Regions from separate parts of the Triticum aestivum genome. Here region 2 is linked to region 1. Evidence: chromatin contacts called from public Hi-C data. All regions are on one chromosome and are shown on one strand. Each heading gives the region's core, a stretch centred on a gene start, on an enhancer-like site or on the middle of the called end of the contact. The rest is flanking DNA. Distances are from core to core; before and after follow the strand shown. Region 1 has its middle 160 kb from the start of LOC123079899. Region 2 holds the start of LOC123079902 (serine/threonine-protein kinase SAPK4).

The links. A called contact is a pair of places that touch in the nucleus more often than the background predicts.
Region 2: a Hi-C map of leaf shows a contact between it and region 1, with 6 times the contacts expected there. The contact joins the promoter of LOC123079902 here to the enhancer-like site in region 1. A contact is called at or near these places in 3 of 5 Hi-C or Micro-C datasets (all in leaf) and 1 of 1 datasets of contacts at active chromatin or transcription factors (leaf).

Annotation. Positions count from the first base shown.
Region 1 is chr3D:488,306,375-488,310,001 of IWGSC CS RefSeq v2.1, reverse strand. No RefSeq gene overlaps it. Among protein-coding and RNA genes, the nearest start is that of LOC123079899, 160 kb to the right of the region's middle. Within about 2 kb of position 1,616, at least 8 of the 8 cell types and tissues checked have an H3K27ac peak or open chromatin away from gene starts, as enhancers often do. A contact at or near this core is called in leaf, where this site is marked.
Region 2 is chr3D:488,537,086-488,540,444 of IWGSC CS RefSeq v2.1, reverse strand. It overlaps LOC123079902 (serine/threonine-protein kinase SAPK4), which reads right to left and starts at 1,367. Exons shown (of 9, transcript XM_044502731.1): 1 at 942-1,367; 2 at 720-794; 3 at 129-230; 4 at 1-43. The coding sequence starts at 1,061.

The DNA of each region.
Region 1 (3,627 bases), core at 367-2,866:
GCATGAACTAACCCGGAGGATTTGGGTGCAACGCAAGGTGAGAGGAGACGGGTGCACTGTGGCGGTAATTGGAGCCAGCAGGATAGGGATTTGATTCGTTGGCGCGAGGATACGATCCGGCTCGGAGACTTCGGGGTCCAGCCTAATAATCCGGCTGCAGAAAACAGTGCAAAACCAGGGACAGAGATTCATATCAGAGATCAGATCAAGCCATGCTATACCATAGGTTTTGTCTTCCTTTCTTCTTCTCAAGCAAGCAGGAAACAAGTGCATGTGGCGCCGTATCCTGTCTCTGGCCTAGCCCACTGTTTCGCACGAACAAATCAACAGTGCTGACCCTAGACCCTAGTGCACGAACGAAGATCGGCGGCACGCACGCGGCCTGCCCTTCACAAGCGTGACAGTTCTCGCCTTGCGATGCATGATTTTTTTTTTAACGTTCAAATTGCGTGTCCTCTTACCCGCCCTGCCGTCGACTGAAGTCAAGAAATTATTAGTCTATATAAGCAACGGTTTAGTGGTTGCCGCGACGTACGACCGTGACGTGACGACGCAAATATCTACTTTACTCTATTGTTTTTCCACGGAAATATCTACTCACTCTGATGTAGATGTTGAGGTCTACCGAGCATCTAGCAAGTCGGCACCGCACTTAAGATACCAGTACCTGGTCGGTTTAAAATTCGAAAAATGCTATGGTAAATTAATCTTGTGCTGAGTTTGCAAACCGAATACGTGTGCGTGTATGAATGTACGACGAGCAAAATATAAGTAATCTGGACAGCACTTTCGTAGGGGTGAAGCTAGCTACTGGCTCCAAGCCACATGTACGTAGGCCATGTGCCACGGTAGAAACGACAAGGCGTGACGATGAGCGCCCGGGCTGGAATCCGACCCGCCCGCGTGGCACTCCGACCCGCCCACGTGGCCCGCGGCCCACGGGACACCAGCAGGTGGATGGGTGGATCGACGTGGCTAGTTGGCCACACTGTCTCTTGTCCGGCTGGCTACGTGGATTTTGGCAGGCAGCCAAGGCAAAGGCCCCGGCCACCTGCACGTACCGTACGCAGCGGTCACGCTGCACGCCAAGATGCAGAACCCGGTAGAGGGCGCATGACATGTGATCCTCGACAGAATTCACCAAAATATAGTTTTTATAAACCAAGATTGCACGATCCGATGCGGTTAATTCACAGTACATTTTTTTTCCTTTGAGAGAGAATGTGTCCTACTAGAAATACGTAGCTCTGCGTGGACGTGTCGAGTTGTACACTGTACCCAGCAAAAAAAGAGAGTAGCACACTGTGCCGGCGTACGTCGTCTCCTCATTAATGTAGTAATTTCACAAGGTCACGAGTATACGACGCTCCACGGTAAAAACCCACGACCCCACACACAAGCGTACGCGTTCACGCAGAGAAGGGTACCCGATGGTGACATGCATTTCTCCCTGTCAAATCACAGTTAATACATTATACAGTACTCCAACTTTGTTTAGCTTCCTGATGAAAGCGAGCCGTTAATTAATCCAGGAGCTTCTGTGTACGTGTGCTACCGCGAAGACACCTCTGAGAATCAATTAATGCGCCATATCCCTGTGGGGCCGGCCAGGCCATTCGTTTGTCGTCGTGGCCATGTGAGGCATGGGCCACAGCGTACACCTCACATACGAACAGTACGATTATGATGGGACAACGGCAGCTTAAGAGATTCTGTTAATGGATAGCTTGAGCATGACTGCCCGTCAATTCCTCACCTTAAACTATGCGATTAATTAACTAATAATAATCTGCTAATGATCGTATTCACGACCGAAGCCGTGATACCTCGGCAACGATCCAGCGTGCATGCGCAGCTAGCTGCAGGACCGCAACATATACTAGCACCAAACTAAACTTCACATCAGGCATGTATAAGTTGTACACAATACGTAAGGTATACGTATGTATGGAGTACAAAACAACCAGTTCCTGAACCACCCTGGGGGAAAAGAAGCTATCTAATCTAGTACTGCAACTATCTACTAGCTAGCTTGCTTGCAAAATTGAAGCCTGGCCCCTCGAAAGCCAACCAACACCTAAGAACAGTTAAGCTGATATCATATGTACACTATTATTATTATTCTCTTGCTTTTGTTGATTTGTATATTTCTTATAGTTCTTATAGTGCTAGTCTGTCATTCTCTCTGGCTGGCATAGCATGCAGCTTGGGCTTGAGAATCATCATCGTCGGGCAGACGTTAGCTTAGATTTGGGATTGTTCCTTTTCTGGTTGTACCCATAGATCAGGATAGCATATCTTATATTGTATATAATGTCTTTTCAACTAGTCCAGCTGATGCATGAAATGATTCATCAGGGGCCCTCCTCGCTAGACTAGATACAAAGGCCGCCTTTTAGTTGGGGCCTATATATTATCAGCGCTGTATGAGTTATGGGATCTCAATTATTGGTTCCTAGTTATATATTTGCATTCTGCCCGTGACAATATATCTGTTAATTTTCGCGTGGCTTTTTGCTCTTTAATTTTAGTTTGGCGCAACAACTTTGGCAGATTTTTTTTTTTGAGCAAAAACAAACTTTGGCGGCCAGGGATACATCTTCCGTACCAGTGGGCTTGCGTCCAGTGTATATGGCGAGACCCCGGCTTGACGTGTGCGCGCGTGCCGTGCCCTGGCAGCAGATTGGTAAGCAAAAAGCAGGATGAGATTTCCTTTCTCGATTTGTGCGTGTCATGAGAGCTCCTATTTGACGCCCTACGTGCCGGATTCCAAGGAAAGAATTATGAAAAAAATGTTCGTGAATTCAGAAAATGTTCGTTATTTCAAACATGTTCGGGAAATGATAAATACTCACGGATTAAAAAAATGTTCATGATTTGAAAGAAAATTCGCCTATTCGAAAAACATTCATAGATTCAAAAAATGTTCAAGAATTAGAAACAAATGTTAATAAATTTCTAAAAAATGTTCACAATATTCAAAATATGTTCGGGAATTTCGAATATTATTCCTAATTTAAAAAATGTTCACAAATTCAATAAATTTCCGCTGATTCAAAAAGTATTATGTACTCAAAAAATTGTTCGTCTAAAGCAAAAAATGTTCCTGAATTTCAAAAAAATGTTCCCCAATTTATAGAAAATTTTAAAATATTAAAAAAACTGTCCAGGAATTTCGGGAAAAATGGAAATTTCAATAAATATTAATAAAATTCAAAAACAAATTCGCTGATTCAAACCAAATTTCATGAACTCAAAAGATGTTCATGAAAAAAGGTTCATGAAAAAATGTTCCTGAATTTCAAAAGATTGATCCCAAATTTGAAAAATGTTCGCCTGTTCAAACAAATTATTCATGTGTTCCAAAAATGTACTAAATTTCAAAAAAGTTCCTGAATTTGAAAAAAAAATCACAAAATTGTCAAAGTTGTTCCCAAAAATCAAAAATATGTTCATGTATTTGAAAAATGTTCATGATTTCAAAAACTATTCACAATTTAAAAAATCATGATTTTTGAAAGATGATTGCAAATTGAAAATGAAAAGGAATAATAATAAAAAATAAAGTCAAAATGAAAATGAAAAAAAGAAGGAAAAAGAAAACAGAAAGGAAAAGAGAAAAAGGAA
Region 2 (3,359 bases), core at 118-2,617, 230 kb before region 1:
AGTAGCTCACACCACAGATCAACTGCTGAAAGAAATACCTTGCCTGCGTGAAGCAAAACCAGATTAAGTATTGCTCTTCCACCCAAATCCATAATAAGATTATAAATTTGAGGAATAAATCACGAGACCTCATCCTCACTGAAGCGCCCACGATCACAGATTCGCTCAAACAGCTCCCCACCTGCTGCGAACTCCATGACAATCATAAGATTTGTTGGCGTCAGTACCACCTGGAGAATTTTTCCCCAGAACAACTAATTAAAATCATGTGTGTGGACGCGTGGTTGTGATAAGGAACAAGTAAATAATAAAGCTAAAAGCACAATCTGATTCCTTCTCCCATCAAAAGTTTGTGCTATTACAATGCAAACAGAAAGATATGCCTTCATGTTTCAGGTGAATAATTGCCACGGAGAAGGTGTCTCTCAGCGACATGCATGTGTAACATGAGAATCCATGCCCAAACCACACAAATATACAGGGGGGGCTTGTGTAAAGCGAAATCAGGAAAGGGGGAAAAGGAAGGGAGGTATCAAACATTAGGTAGCAATCGAAGATTCCTCGCCACATGCAGTTAAGAGAATTTTTTACAGGGAAAAAAAATCATCCGCGCCATTCCTACCCCGTAAACACCAAACGATTTGTGTTCAGAAACGCGAAAATTTTGTTTTAAAAAACAGAGAGAGAATTGGGCCATGTGGACGAATTTTTGCACGAACCTCCTTGAAGCGGATGATGTTGGGGTGGCGCAGCGAGCGGTGGTTGATGATCTCCCTGTAGACATTCTCGTCAATCTGCAGGGCACAGATCCCCAAAACGGCAATTAATCCACCTCCCACCGGACAAGCAAGCCACCAGCCCAATTGCTCCTCCATGTATGTAGTAGTACAAACAAAAATAAATAAACGGAGAAGACGGGGGAAGAAAACAAAGGAACGAACCCGGTGGCCGCGCTCGATGCACTTGACGGCGACGAGCTCGCGGGTCTCGCGGTTGCGCATCAGCCGCGCCACCCCGAAGTTGCCCGACCCGATGTCCCGCACCGCCTCGTACTTCTCCATCCCCTCCCTCCCTCCGTCCGCCCCCCGCGCGTCGCCGGCAGCGCCCCCCTGCCCCTGCCCCTCGGCCTCCTCCCTCGCGCGCACGATCCCCGTGGGACCCACGACGGCCTGCCTGCCGGCCGGAGCCGCGGAACGGAGGGCACGGCAGCGGCGGCGGAAGGGCGCGAGGCGAGGCGAGGCTGCGGAAGGGTGCGGTGCGGTGGGGGCTCGCGCCGTGCCTCGTTCGTTGGGTCGGTAGGTTGGTTCCGGGCCGTGCCGCGGGTTGCGTCTGCGGTGGCGCGTGTGTGGGGGCGGTGCGTGGGCGTGTGTCGCGGGGAGGATTATATACCCAGGGGGGGAGGGGCGCGGCCAGCGAGGTGGAGGAGGAGCCAGGCGGGAGGGGGGTGGGGAGGTGGAGTGGGCGGAGGGGCTGCCCGGTGGGCCACGCCGTCGGCGGGTCCGCGTCACGCACCGTGGCGCGCGGACCCCGCTTGCCTGCCGCCTGCCTGGCTGGTTCCTGTTCGCCGCTGGATTCGTTTCGATGTGTCCAAAATGGTTCTCTCCTGCTGGAGCTTGCGCTGTTTGATCGGCGGAAAAATATCCCGGAGGGGAAAAACGGGAAAACATCCATTTGGTATCCTGCTGCTATGAATACCCTACCTGTTTCCATCGAAGGAATGATCCCACTGGGTATAATTAATGCTGTACTAATCAGATCACAGCGTCGCATGCCGGCTTTACTTTATCGTATCTTTGTGTTATCTTAGCCGGCTGATTTTGTGAACTGGGTAGTAATATTGTAGTTGTAGGGGGGAGAGTATCAGGGCATCTACAATGGTAGACTCTTACGCAGGGCGCTTACGGTGAAAAAATAAATAGCAGAAAATTGAAAAAGAGCTAGGAGCTTTATCCTCCAACGCAAGGCGCTAATGACATGCTCTAATATACGGAGGCCCCGCGTTCGTTTCTTTACTCGCGCGGCAAGAAAATAGCCAAGCGCTCAATGCCTTTCTTTGCATCGATGCGGCGTCGGGCGCTGGGAGTAGGCTGGGAATAGGCGTGCTAACTGTCGATTGACAGGAAAATTAATCCTGGCGCCTCTCCTTTAGCGCCTGCGTTGGACATGCCCTCATGTGCTTCCAACCCTCCATGATTTCATGCTACTGGAGCTCCCGGGTCGTTGGATCACGGATCCAACGGGCGTAGGAAGAGCTCAGCCAAACTTATGAGAAAACCCCTCGAGGAGTCCCGTGATTTTGCCCAGGTCCAAAGACTTCAAAGCTAACCATTACTAAAACATGAAAAGATAACATCAAGTGAGGCTTTACATGATCGTAGCTGGCATCCCAAATTCACAGGCATAGTGCTGAATAGTTTTGAAATCTGATAACACTTAACACCATTAGCTCATAAAATACAAACTACCACCACACAAGGCATTGCAAACTTGACCATAAAATTCAAACAAGCAACAAGCGCACAAGGCATGCAGACTACTCCCAGACACCAAAGTCCAACAACCACCATGACGGTCAACAGAAGCACGCAAACCGCTACTTCTGTAAACCATCGACACGTGGGTCACTACACCACAAAGGAACCTCAATCGGTTGGCTGCAGCTTGAGGAAAACACATCGACAAAACTAATAGACACCACTAAATCCACGTTGACAACCCAAAAAATGGGAACCATGCATTATGTAACAAAACACACCTTTCCTTTAGCGTCACCCATATACATTTGCTCCTAACTGTTTTATGTTTTTTGGATGCCTAGTCGAGAGCTAGCGTCATCCTTTTTGCTTTTGCTCCTAATTGGTTTTCTCATTTTGGATGTTGGAATATCGGATTAGGGCTAGAGCCACCCTTCTCGCTTATTGTTTTCTCCTTCACGAGGCAGTCAATCATCTTGGCTAGTCGAGGATTAGCAGCAGCCAACCTGCCAAGGAAATGACAAAGTTTTTTTTAAGAGGTGGCTTCCAATAGCAAGCACCAACATACAATTTGCATCAACCACATAAACCACCTACTCAATGGACTCGGTCGAATGAATGTCAGTAGAGTCAAAACTACCACTTTCCTCATTGGCGGACGCCTTGCAGAGGCATCAAGAGGGGAAGCAATATGGGTGCCATAATTATAGTTGAGACCTCAAGTTAGACCACCTTCTACCGCACCATTGATATTGGTGAAACAAGTTGACCACACAACTCCAGCAGGTTGGGCATTATCTGGAGCACCAAAGCCATGACCCCGTCGGTGGGCTCTCCCTCGATGACTGTTGACACACTATAGCTCGTCTAGAATTACAGAACCCC